Linked DNA regions of Cricetulus griseus: region 1 is linked to region 2. Evidence: chromatin contacts called from public Hi-C data. All regions are on one chromosome and are shown on one strand. Each heading gives the region's core, a stretch centred on a gene start, on an enhancer-like site or on the middle of the called end of the contact. The rest is flanking DNA. Distances are from core to core; before and after follow the strand shown. Region 1 holds the start of Foxk1 (forkhead box protein K1). Region 2 has its middle 37 kb from the start of Foxk1.

The links. Hi-C and Micro-C count contacts between places; a contact is called where the count stands out from the background.
Region 1: a Hi-C map of fibroblasts shows a contact between it and region 2, with 3 times the contacts expected there. The contact joins the promoter of Foxk1 here to the enhancer-like site in region 2. A contact is called at or near these places in 3 of 8 Hi-C or Micro-C datasets (the CHK-Q cell line, the CHO-K1 cell line and fibroblasts).

What each region holds. Positions count from the first base shown.
Region 1 is chr4:78,975,793-78,981,841 of CriGri-PICRH-1.0, reverse strand. It overlaps Foxk1 (forkhead box protein K1), which reads right to left and starts at 3,245. Exons shown (of 9, transcript XM_027413539.1): 1 at 2,690-3,245. The coding sequence starts at 3,207.
Region 2 is chr4:78,938,769-78,944,920 of CriGri-PICRH-1.0, reverse strand. No RefSeq gene overlaps it. Among named protein-coding and RNA genes, the nearest start is that of Foxk1, 37 kb to the left of the region's middle. Within about 2 kb of position 1,465, at least 6 of the 6 cell types and tissues checked have open chromatin away from gene starts, as enhancers often do. A contact at or near this core is called in the CHO-K1 cell line and fibroblasts, where this site is marked.

The DNA.
Region 1 (6,049 bases), core at 1,996-4,495, 35 kb before region 2:
TGCCAGCTCCTGAGAGAGATTTCCAGGCACTGCACACACCAACATAATTTCAAAAATACCAGCCTTAGCCTATTCAGTAGATGAGCAGGACCCTGTGGTTTGAAACTTTGCCCACAGTAGAGAAGACAATCCTGTGTTTAAGAAAGCCTTTTGTTCAAAAGGCAGCGAGCAGGGCTGGGGAGAACTTGGCGGCAAATAGGAATTACACTTGCTGCACAGGCACGAGGAAGTACCCCAAAACCCATACAAAAAGCCAGGTGTGGTTTCCTAAGATGCTGCAACCCCAGTGCTGTAGGGATGGAGACAGGAGGATCACTGGCTGCCAATCTCACTCCAGGTTCAGCTGGAGACTCTTCCTCAGGAAATAAGGTGGAGAGTGACAGAGCAAGATACCCAGTGACCTCTTCCTCTGGCTTCTGCACGTGTAGCTCCATCCCTAACAATACAGTAAACTAGATTCTGGCAGGGGTGGTTGGGTCAAGAACCCTAGAAGCCGACAGTGGGTTGAGGTATTCCCAGAATCTGAGTTACAGGAAAGAGCACTAGGAAGGTGGAAAGAATGGTCACCTGTCATTTTCAGGCCCACGAATGCTTTCAATGACCCATTGACTGAACAACTGTCCCTCCAGGCAATCTGGCTTTATTTTCTTTCAGTGATGGGGATAGGACCCAAAGTATGGCATGAGCCAGGGAATTGTTGTTCTACCTCCCAGCTACACAGTCCAGCACTTGTACACTCTACAGGGACACCGCTTTCAGGTTTGGGAAAAGAAGGTGACATTCCCTCTCACACCCTAATAAGATAAGTCACTGTTGGTGTTCAAAGTTACTCGGTATGGAATCTTTAACACATCTGGACCCTGGGAAGGCAGACATACACAGTGAGCACTCCACACCTGGGAATGACCCCAGCAAAAACTCCACACTCAGGGTGCATGATCATAAATGTGAGTAACGAGACACTCACACCTGGCGTGAACCTTGTCAACAGAACACTAGTGAGAGTTAGAAGCAATTACTGGATAGAAAAAAGAAAGTGCTGGGAAGGAAGTAATTAACATGGCTCTCTCCTGGTACACAAGATCTTAAAATCCCGGACCTCTAGGTGAGAGAGGACTGGGAATAATGGGATCTTGCAAGAGGGTAAGGTAGGCATGGCACTGAATGTCACAGAAGCAGTGTCCTGAGAGATGGGACAAGGTAGGGACCTGTATTTCCCACCATGTTCTGGGGGTAAATAGAGGCACTGCACTTCCTGCCCAGCTACTAGATTTAAAGCCTCTGCCTCCAGACATGCTCTTAAGGCATGGACTGTCCCTCAGCCCCCAAGGCTGCTCCCTGGACCATTCACCTCCCAGGTAACACCTCCCAGGCAGGGGTAGGGCAGTTCATCAGTCCTTCCAGGTCCAGGCCAAGGGAGTGAACACAGGGGTCCTGACCTATGGGAGTCAAGGACAGGGGTGTACCTAGATTATTCAGACCACAGGGTCAGAAGTGGCCCTGGTGGTTCGGGCTAAATGGAATCAAAGTTGAGGGCCACGGGTGGGAGAAGTTACGGTCAAGCAGGCTGAGTGGGATCTCATGGCTACTGGGGATTTAGGCATGCGGTGACCCTGGAGTGTTTCAGGGCTGGAAGAGACAGGGGTGACCCAGAGAGTCCAGACTGGTGAAGCTGATGGGTGAGCTGATGGTCTCAAGTCAGGTTTAGGCAGGGTGAGAAAGGGTTAGAGGTGGCCCTAGGGCTTTCAGGTTAAGTAAAGTCAGGGGTAACAGCTCCTAGTTGGTAAGATAAGGGTCAAGAGCAACCCCAGGTATTGAGGACAGGTGGGATTAGTGGTGACCTGGGTTCAGAAAGTAAGTGATGTTCTGGCAACCAGCTCCAGCATGGGAGGGGTGGGGGCCAGATGGAGTAGGGGAGAGACAGACAGATAGACAGACAGACAGACACAGACAGACACACACACAGACACACACACAGACACAGACACACACACACACACACACACACACACACACACACACACAAACACACACACAGACAGAGACAGAGGAAGGGGTTAGAGTGAACCCCAGTGTTTAGGCCTGTCCAGGTTAGGGGTGACAGAGGGTTTCAACTTGACTGGGGTATGGGTTTGGCTCAACCAGTCAGTCATAGCCCACCCAGGGATCGGGGCCCAGTGAGGTAACAGAGGGATCAGGCTTAGGTGGGTCGTGATTAAGATCACAGTAATCACGGGGTCAGGGCCAGGTGAAGGTCGAGATCACCGGTAACTTAGGAATCAGACTTAGATGGGTGGAGAAACAGAGTAAGGAGGGGGTCGGAGCTAGGTGGGATAGAGATCAGTGTAACCAGGGGGATTAGAGCTAGGTGGGGTCAAGACTGGGAGATGACTAGGTAATCAGAGACCGGTGGAGTCGAGATTGAAGGGACTAGTGCCTGGCAGAGTCGAGATGGGGTCGGGAGTGACCAGGGGCTAGGACCCAGCAAAAAAATAGACGGGATGGGGGACAACCCAGAGGCCAGGCCAGGAGGAGTCGAGCTCAGGGGGTGACCAAGGGGTTCAGGCCGGACAGGGTCGACATCAGGGGGTGACAAGGGACCTGACTGGGTGGGGTCGAGACCAGCGGGTGGCCAGGAGGGTCAGGCCAGATCCGGAGAGGGGTGACCCGGGGATGGAGCCGCACTCACTGTTGGGGCAGCTGAAGGGCTGGCGCTCCCCGCCTCTGGAAGGCTCCGTCCACGAAGACACCGTTCTTGCCCAGGCAGCGCAGATAGAAGTGAGGCTCCTGGAAGCTGAGCTGCAGGTGGCGCCGGGAGATGAAGCTCGACAGGCCCATGTTCAGGTCCACCGAGCCCTGCGATGAGTTGCGGCCGATGGTGACGCTGGGCTGTCGCATCAGGAACTCGAACTCCCGGCCTTCCAGGCGCGCTAGGGCCGGCCCAGGGCTCTGGCGCACGGAGGCGGCGGCCGCGGCCACCAAGGCGGGCGCGGCAGTGGTGGCAGTGGCGGCGGTGGAGGGCACCGGGCCGGGGCCGGGCACAGCGGGCAGGGCGGGCGGCCCAGGCGGAGGCTGTGTCGGCGGCGGCGGGGACGCGGTGGCCGGAAAGGCGGCGGCCGCCGCCGCGGCACACAGCACGGGGCTGCAGGGAGCAGAGCGCAGCGCCAGCAAGGCGCGGGCGCCGCTGTCCTCGCCGACTTCGGCCATGTTCGCGCAGCTCCGAGCGGCTCCGGCGGCGGCCGAGGGGCGCGGGGCGGGCGGGGGCGGGCGGCGCGCGCGGAAACCTGGGCTGGATTGCAGCACGGAACGGAGCCGGGGCGCTGCAAGACCCCTGTCGCTGCGCGCGCAGCTTCCACCTCGGGGTGGGCGGGTGCGGAGACTCAAAGAGTCAAAGAGCCCCCTCCTCCCGCCCCGAAGTGCATGCGATGGTGCTTGACTCACCACGATTTTTAGGGGTGTCCCACTGGGGCTGCAGGTCAAAGTTGCCCAAGGATGCTTGTGTTGTCTTAGCTCATCGCCGATCGCTTCGGCACGGCTGTTCTTTTTATGTTTTGTTTTGTTTTTATAACGTTGCAAATTACATTTTATTTATTCATTCATGTATTTACTTGTGGTTCTTTCTCATACCTGGTGTGTGTGTGCGTAGGTAAGAGGGGACAACTTTCAGGAGTCTATTCTCTCTCTCCTACCCTGTGAGTTCTGAGGATGGAATTCAGGTCGAGCTTGGTGACAATCTCCTTTACTTGCTGAGCCATCTTGCTGATCCTTGTTTTGTTGTTGTTTGAGACACGGTCTCATACCCAAACTGGCCTGGTTTAGCTACCTAGACCAGGCTAGCCGAAAATTCATGATTTTCCTGCTCCATCCTCCTGAGTGTGGCTATTACAGGTGTGTACCACCAAGCCTAACCCTTTTTAATTAATTCATACAGGGTCTCTTGCTATGCAGCTCAGACAGGCTTCTAACTGGCGACCCTCCTAGTTTAGGCTCCCAGATTCTTGCCGGAGTCCCAGGTGTACACCACCACACCTGATTTCCCTTGTTCCTTTTAAAGTGAACAGCTTGGCAGGTTCCTAGAGACTGTAGACACCCTGGAGATGGACTGTAGTTGAAAACATTTAAATGGTGAATTTGGCAGCATGTGTATCCCTTGAGAACTTCAAGGTCCTGCACTGGGATGCTAATCCAGCCAAGTCTTCCTCCAGGAACACACGTGAGTGCACCTGTGAAGGAGCTGGCTGAGTTGGTAAAGTGTCTGATTCATTCATCTTCCAGGACTGGAGTTCATTCCCCAGCACCGACTTTAAAAGCCATTGAGAGCTTCTATCATCCCAGCGCTTTAGGGTGGAGGCAGACAGATCGCTGAAGTTCATTGGCCAGTCTGCCTAGCCAATCAGTGAGCTCCACATTCTTAGTGAAACACTGTCTCAAAACAAAAACAAAAACAAAAACAAAGCCGAGCAAACAACAAAAAAGGAAGAGCGGATCTGTGGTGGCGCACGCCTTTAATTCCAGCACTTGGGAGGCAGAGGCAGGTGGATCTCCCTGAGCCGGAGACCAGCCTGGTGTACAAATCGAGTTCCAGGACAGCCAGGGCGGTTAGACAGAGAAACCCTGTCTTGAAAAAAAAAAAAAAAAAAACAACCAACCAAACAAAAAAGGACACACTTGTGCACTCATGTGTGCGCGCGCGCGCACGCACGCGCACACACACACACACACACACCACACACACACACACACACACACACACACACACACACACACACACACACACACACACACAAACACGCAGGCGCGTAAAAACATTCATCCATACACACACAAAAGAATTTTTACAAACAATGACCATGAGAATAGAGACGGAGGCCCTGTCTGCAGTGAACTTTAGGACTAATAAAGATACAGATACAAAATAAGACCCATAGTATCGCCGGGCGTTGGTGGCGCATGCCTTTAATCCCAGCACTCGGGAGGCAGAGGCAGGCGGATCTCTGTGAGTTCGAGGCCAGCCTGGTCTCCAGAGCGAGTGCCAGGATAGGCTCCAAAGCTACACAGAGAAACCCTGTCTCAAAAAAAAAAAAAAAAAAAAAAAAAAAAAAAAAAAAAAAAAAAGACCCATAGTATCCAGTGTAACGCTCTAAGCCATACAGGGTGTGTGTTGACAGGGTGCATTGTGGGGTGCATGGCAGAGTGTGTGGGGAGGGACAGCTAGAAGGGAGATTTGTCAGAAGCTTCCCTGCCTTCAGAAGTCCCATTCTGGACTCAAACAAGAGAGCAATCACCCAGTTATAAAGCAATGGTTCTCAGCCTTTCTCATGCTGTGCCCCTTTAACACAGTTCCTCATGTTGTGGTGACTCCCAACCAAAAACATTATTTCGTTGCAACTTCATAACTGTAATTTTGCTACTGTTACGAATTGTAATGTAAATATCTGATAGGTAGGCTCAAGAGGGTCATCACCCACAGGTTGAGAAGCACTGTTAGAAAGCCTACAACCAAGGGGCTGGAGAGATGGCTCATGGGTTAAGGAAGACTACAACTAGAGATAAGCATGTTTGAGAGGCAGGGGACAGAGGTTTTGGTTTTGATGTGGGTTTGGTTTTGTTTTAGCTTGGTCTGTTGGGTTTGTTTGTTTGTGGAGACCAAGTTTCTTGTAGTGCAGGCTAGCCTCAAACTTGCTCTATAGCTAAAGTTGAATTTCTGGTCCTCCTGCCTCCACCTCCAAAAACTAGAATTATGGGTGGGTACTATCATTCCCTGCTCAGGTTTTCATCTCATTTTTTTTAGTACTAGAGTTGAGTCCAGTGCCTTGTGCATGCAAGTGTTTTGCCACTGAGCTATAAGTGCTCCACCCCTTTAATATAATATAATATCTATCTATCTATCTATCTATCTATCTATCTATCTATCTATCTATCATGTGTACCCAAGTCAGAGGGCAACTCTCCTTCCACTGTGTGGGGCCTGGGGAATATAACTTGGGTCCTCAGTCTTGGTGGCAAGCCCCCTTACCCACCCAGCCACCTTGCCAGCCTGTTACCACTT
Region 2 (6,152 bases), core at 216-2,715:
CGAAAACCAAAAAAAAAAAACCAAACCAAACCAAACAAACAAAAACAAACCAAAGACAAAGAAAGAAAAAGAATGAGAGGTGTGTTAGCCGGGCAGTGGTGGCACACACTTTTAATCCCAGCACTTGGGAGGCAGAGGCAGGCGGATCTCTTTGAGTTGGAGACCAGCCAGCCTGGTTTACAAGAGCGAGTTCCAGGACAGGATCCAAAGCTATACAGGGAAACCCTGTCTTGAAAACATACCCCCCCCCAAAAAAAAAAAAAAAAAAAAAAAAAACGAACAAAAAGCAGAGGTGTGAATGTGAGGGCCTCCCACTCATTCCATATGGTGTTATTCAATCAAGGTCAAGCCAGCAGGCCTTTCTCTGGTTACAAGGGAAGCTATACACAGTCACAACTGTGTGTGTATATATTTTATTTTGAGCCATGTTTTCATATATCCCAGCCTGGCCTTCCTTGCTAGGTAACTGAGGATAACCTTGTCCTTCTGATACTCCTTGCCTCAGTCTCCCAAGTGCTGGGATAGGAGGTGTGTACCATGGCTTGTCACTTTATTTCAGAGGGGTTCTCCCTATACAGTCCAATCCAGTTTGGAGCTCAAGATCCTCCTGCCTCAGCCTTCCAAGTGCTGAGATTACAAGTGTTACCAAGCCTGGAATACTTGTTTATCTATTCTGTAAACTTCAAATCTTTTTAGAGCAGGGTACAAAGGGCCCGTGAGAAGGCTCAGTTGGTAAAGGTGCCCACTGATCTGAGTTGAGTCTCCAGAACTCACAAAAGTAGGAGAGGACAGACTCCAACAGGTTGTCTTCTGACCTCCACATCCACAATAGCTAATAAACGGTTAAAATATTAGGATAGTGCATAAAGTTTAAAAAGGCAGCAACCTAAAATCCAATAACCTATTTAACAATTACATGGAGCGCTTGGACAGCAGCCGAGTCTTCAGTAGGATCTCATAAACACAATCGCTAAGACTAAGTGCTATAATAAAGCGCCTGTAATATTTTAATAACTTCCTCTTCGAACCGTTCACTTATGATTGAATGTGTACTGAGAGTGGAACATGGAACCTGCAGGCAGCCGGCCACACAGGCGGCGCTCTGCATGGATCCCACCCGCAGAGTGCTCGTTCCTCCATCCATCCATTCATCCCTGGCCGGGCAGCGTTATCTCCGAGGCCCCGCCCACACCGCAGCAGCCTCCGCTTTACACGTGATCGCGGACCACCGTTCCCTCTGCCCCGCGTGGGTCAGGAAACGGCAGGCGTGCTCAGTCGGGACACCGGAAGGCGGCGGGCGCGGCGCTCGGCGCACGCGCAGAAGGCAGCAGGCGCCGCCAGGGGGCACTGCGGATGCCGTGGGGGAGGGGCGCGCCGCCGCGCGGGACCACGTGCGCACCACGTGGCGCCGGGCAGTCCGGGGGCCGTGGCAGGGTCGCCCTGTTGGCCACCCCACAGCCCGCGTGGGTGGCGGAAGCCGTTCTCGCCGTCTGCTCCCCGTGCCCGCTGACCTCTGACCTCCGACCTCACTGTCTTAGGGTTACCCCTCGCCGCCGGTCGCGCGGTGTGTTTATAAACAGAACTCCCGGTGGGAGCGAAACCCCGGATCGCTGGATTCAAACCCAGGGGAACGGAGCCTCCGCACATGCGCAACCGCGGCCACATTCGCGCATGCGCACCGAGGCCCGGCGCGGGTGGCTGTCCCCGCCCAGTGCGTCCTTGCGCAGTGCCGGGTGACTCTTCCGGGAAGTGGGGGCCGGAAGGTTAAGTAGTGACCACGCACGAGACAGAATGCTGTCTGCTTCTCTTGATCGTAGTGTCCCCAGTGGACACAGCGAACCTGGCAGCAGAGGATCCTGAGGAATCCGATTAGTACAACACGAGGAACGCGCGCGCATTGCATGTTTTATTTGAAAAATGGGAGGAAATTAACACTGTATGATGAGCCTCGAGGACGTTGTGCAAAAGGTGACTCACACTTGTAATCTCAGCAGCTGGGGATGCTGAGGCAGGATGACGAGTTCGAGACCAGCCGTAGGCTACATGAGCCTGCTTCTAAGAGGTCCCTGGAATAGTTAACAGTCACAGGAAGTAGAAAGGTGGCTTCAGGGATTAAGGAGGGGGAAATGAAAGTGTTTAATAGGGACAGAGTACTTTCTCGGGAAGTTAGGAAAGTTCTCGGCATGGAATGTACCGTGGGAATGTACTTTGCCACAGAAGACTGTTCTTAGAAACGGCTACGGTGTCCCGGCTGTGGCTTCGTGGGCAGAGTGCTTGCTTAGTATTGAACCCAAGACCACAAAACCAGGCATGGTAGTGCATTCCCGAAATCCCAGCCGGGTTCTGAAGTTTCTTACATGTCAGGTCGGGTGCTTGTTCCTTCTCACTGGGAGGATAATGTGCACCCTTTCTGTGAGCCACTGGGCTCTCACCTTTGTCCGTGTGAATCCTCCACCCTTAAACAATACCCAGTTTAAGCCCCTATTAGATTAGTCTCTTACCTCCCTAATACTAGCCTGGGGCTGCAGCCCTCACTCTCCGCCATCTCTGGTTTGTATTCATTTTATAAACGCGTTCTTGCTTACTAGACACTAGGTATTATGCAAGGAGGTAGGTGACCCACACAGGTAAGGACTTCACTTCAGGGACTTTCTACTCTAGTGGAGAAAATTGTTGACAAAGACAAAAATGTCAAGTGGTGACTGCTGAAAGAAAGGGTGATTTTAATTAAAATTTTATACATTTTTTTTAGATTTAAAAAATAATTTATTCTCATATATTACATACTGACCACAGTTTGTCCTTCCTCCTTACCTCCCAGTGCCTCTCCCTCTGTCCCCTCCCTGTCCATTCCTGCATTTCCCTTCAGAAAAGGACAGGCCTTTCAGGAATAGCAACCAAACATGGCATATAAAGTTGCAATAAGACTAGGCACCTCGGCTAGGTATTGGTGGCACACGCCTTTAATCCTAGTACTTGGGAGGCAGATGCAAGCGGATCTCTGTGAGTTCGAGGCCAGCCTGGTCTACAGAGTGAGTTCCAGGACAGGCTCCAAAGTAATACAGAGAAACTCTGTCTGGAAAAACAAAAAAAAACAAACAAAAAAGACTAGGCATCTCCCTCATTAAGGCTGGATGACGAAACCCAGTAGGAGGAAAAGGGTCCCCAAAGCAGGCAAAAGCATCAGAAACATCCCCCCTCCCTCTGTTAGGTGTTCCACAAAAACACCAAGCTACACAACTGTAACATACACACACACACACACACACACACACACACACACACACACACACACATTTATATATATTAATTTATTTTGTATGTATCTTCCTAAGAAGGTATTCTGTCTCCATTAAACATTAACTTTCATTTCCTTTCTCTAGTCCTTGGTACCTGCCTATCATTCTACTTCCAATGAGTGTGTGTATGTGTGTGTGTGTGTGTGTGTGTGTGTGTGTGTATGTGTGTGTCTATATGTGTATGGGTGCCTATGTGTCAGAATGCAAGTATGAAGGTCAGAGGACAACTTGGATAAATCAGTTCTCTACTTCCATCATGTGAGCCCCAGGGATTGAATTCAGGTCATCACTGCCCCTACTCCCTGAGCATCTCATTGGCCTGTGATCTAACCTTGATGGGGAGATAGTGAAGAATTTGCTGATCCTGTTCCTTTGAGCTGAAGCCAATGTTGTGTGTCACAAGGAGACAGAGGAGGGAGGAGTGGAGTTTTTCCTTGGGGTTTCTATGGAGAGAGAAAACAACCAATATACAAAGCTCTAGGGGTGGGATCACCTGTCGAGTTTGAGGGACAGACAAAAAAGACAAGTGAGGGACTTGTGAGGAAGAGGGTAGGTGGTGAGATGCACAGGCAGGGAGAGACATGCCTCTTGATATATTTGTGTGATGACAAATCACCCCAATGTAATTGGTTAAAACAAGTCACTCTGTTTGAATCACAAGTTTATGGCTGGGGAGTTTCTTAAGCGGCTTATATAATGGTTATTAGATGTTGTGGGTGTTATCCCAAATGGTGCCATCCCGTGGTTGGCTGGTAGTGCTGGCTGTCAGTGGGGAACTGGAAGGGGTGCCAGGAAGACCTCCCAGGGACTTTTCAAGTGTGCCAACCTTAGTGGTTGGTTACACTGCTTCTCCCCCTCCCCGCCCGTCTCCACTGTGTGTGTGTGTGTGTGTGTGTGTGTGTGTGTGTGTGTGTGTGTCTGCATGTGTGTGTCTGCGTGTGTGTGTCTGCACTCTTGAGTGTGGATGTGCACACACGTGTAGGCTAGAGGTCAAAGCCAGATATTATCTACCTCATTCTCTTTCCACCTTAGTCTTTTGTTTTGTTTTTTTGTTTTTTGAGACAGGGTTTCTCTGTAGCTTTTGGAGACTGTCCTGGAACTCGCTCTGTAGACCAGGCTGGCCTTGAACCCACAGAGCTCCACCTGACTCTGCCTCCTGAGTGCTGGGATTAAAGGTGTGCCACCACTGCCCAGTTCAGGCTCAATATTCTTAACAGCAGCTTACAGAGCACATACCAGGAACTTTGTAGAGGTTCCCAGAGTTCTGTGCAGCATTCTTTAGACCCATTCATTTGACAGAGAGGAACTAGAAGCTTATGGGGAGAGAGCCAGGGTCCAAGCTATGGATTGAGTTGTATTTCACTGATGACGACCCTCTGTCCTCTTCTGCCAAACCTGTCATGAGTCAAGAGTTAGTGTTCAGTTTTGATGAATGATCAAAACAGACCTCATATCCACAGGTGGCTAAGCAACCTCATGATGACAAATGACAAAAAGCATTGGGATAAAAAATTGGGCCATGACTATAGCTCAGTGGTAGAATGCTTGCCTAGCATGCAACCTGTGTTCCACCCCCCAGCCCTGCACGATCTGGTACAGCATACTTATAATCTCAACACTTGGGAGGCAGGGGCATCAGGAGTTCACAGCCATCCTTGAATAGTGAGGTCAGTCTCTGGTATATGAGACATTGTCTCAGCCGGGCATTGGTGGCTCACGGCTTTATTCCCAGCACTGGGAAGGTAGAGGCAGGTGGATCTCTGTGAGTTCGAGACCAGCCTGGTCTACAAGAGCTAGTTCCAGGATATAGGCTCCAAAGCCACAGAGAAACCCTGTCTCGAAAAACAAAAACAAACAAACAAACAAACAAAAAAGAGACATTGTCTCAAATACCAGAAGAGCAGGGTAGAGTGGCTCACTGCAGGTGTTGGAGTGGGGAGATGGCTCAGTTGGTAAAGTGCTTGCCATGGAAACACCGAGAACCCAAGCTTAATCCTCAGAACCTACAGAAAAATGCCAGGCATGATGGTACACGCTTGTGATCCCAGTCCCAGGAAGACACAGGCAGGCATGTTTTTGTGGCTCACTGGCCAGCTGGCTAGTCTAGCCTCATTGATGAGCCCCAGTTCAGCAAGACCCTGTTTCAAATCAGAAGGGGGACAGTGCTTAAGGAACAACAGCCAATGTTGATCTTTGCCTTCTAGAGGAGGCCATCTCTCTAGCCCCCCCAAAAGAAATTTTAGAAATACTGAACATACTATGAATTGATAGGGCAAAAGACTAAGTTTTCACAAATGAGATGTTTCCATTAAGATATCACCTCTTCATATCTGCTGATGTCATGTGTCATTACTCGCCTAATTTCTTCCATGGCAAAAAAAAAAAAAAAAAAAAATTGCTTGCAAGCCAGAGATCCTGTAATTACCCGTTTGGCTGAACATGTCTCACAAGATCTTTGTGGTACACTCACAATGAGGGAGGCAGGAACTCTGCCAGGTGCAGAGCTCTGTTGGCAAGGGGACAAGTCACATGAAACAGGGCAACAGCCAGGGATTGCTCCTGTGGGATCCTAGGACTCATAACCTGGCTGGCAGGTGTAATAGTGCGTGCCTGCCATACCAGCTACTTTGGAGGCTGAGAAGGGAAGACCTCGAATTAAAGGCCAGTCTGGGCTGCATGGTGATAACCTGTCTCAAAACAAAACAAAACAAAACAAACAGAATCCAGTGTTGGCCAATCCCTGGAGTCAGCTGGCAAGATAAGTATAACCATTGAGCTCTTCGTTCAAGTGAGAGACCATGTCTCAGTAAATACTGTGGAAAGTGATTGAGGAAGGTGTGTCTTAATTTGCTT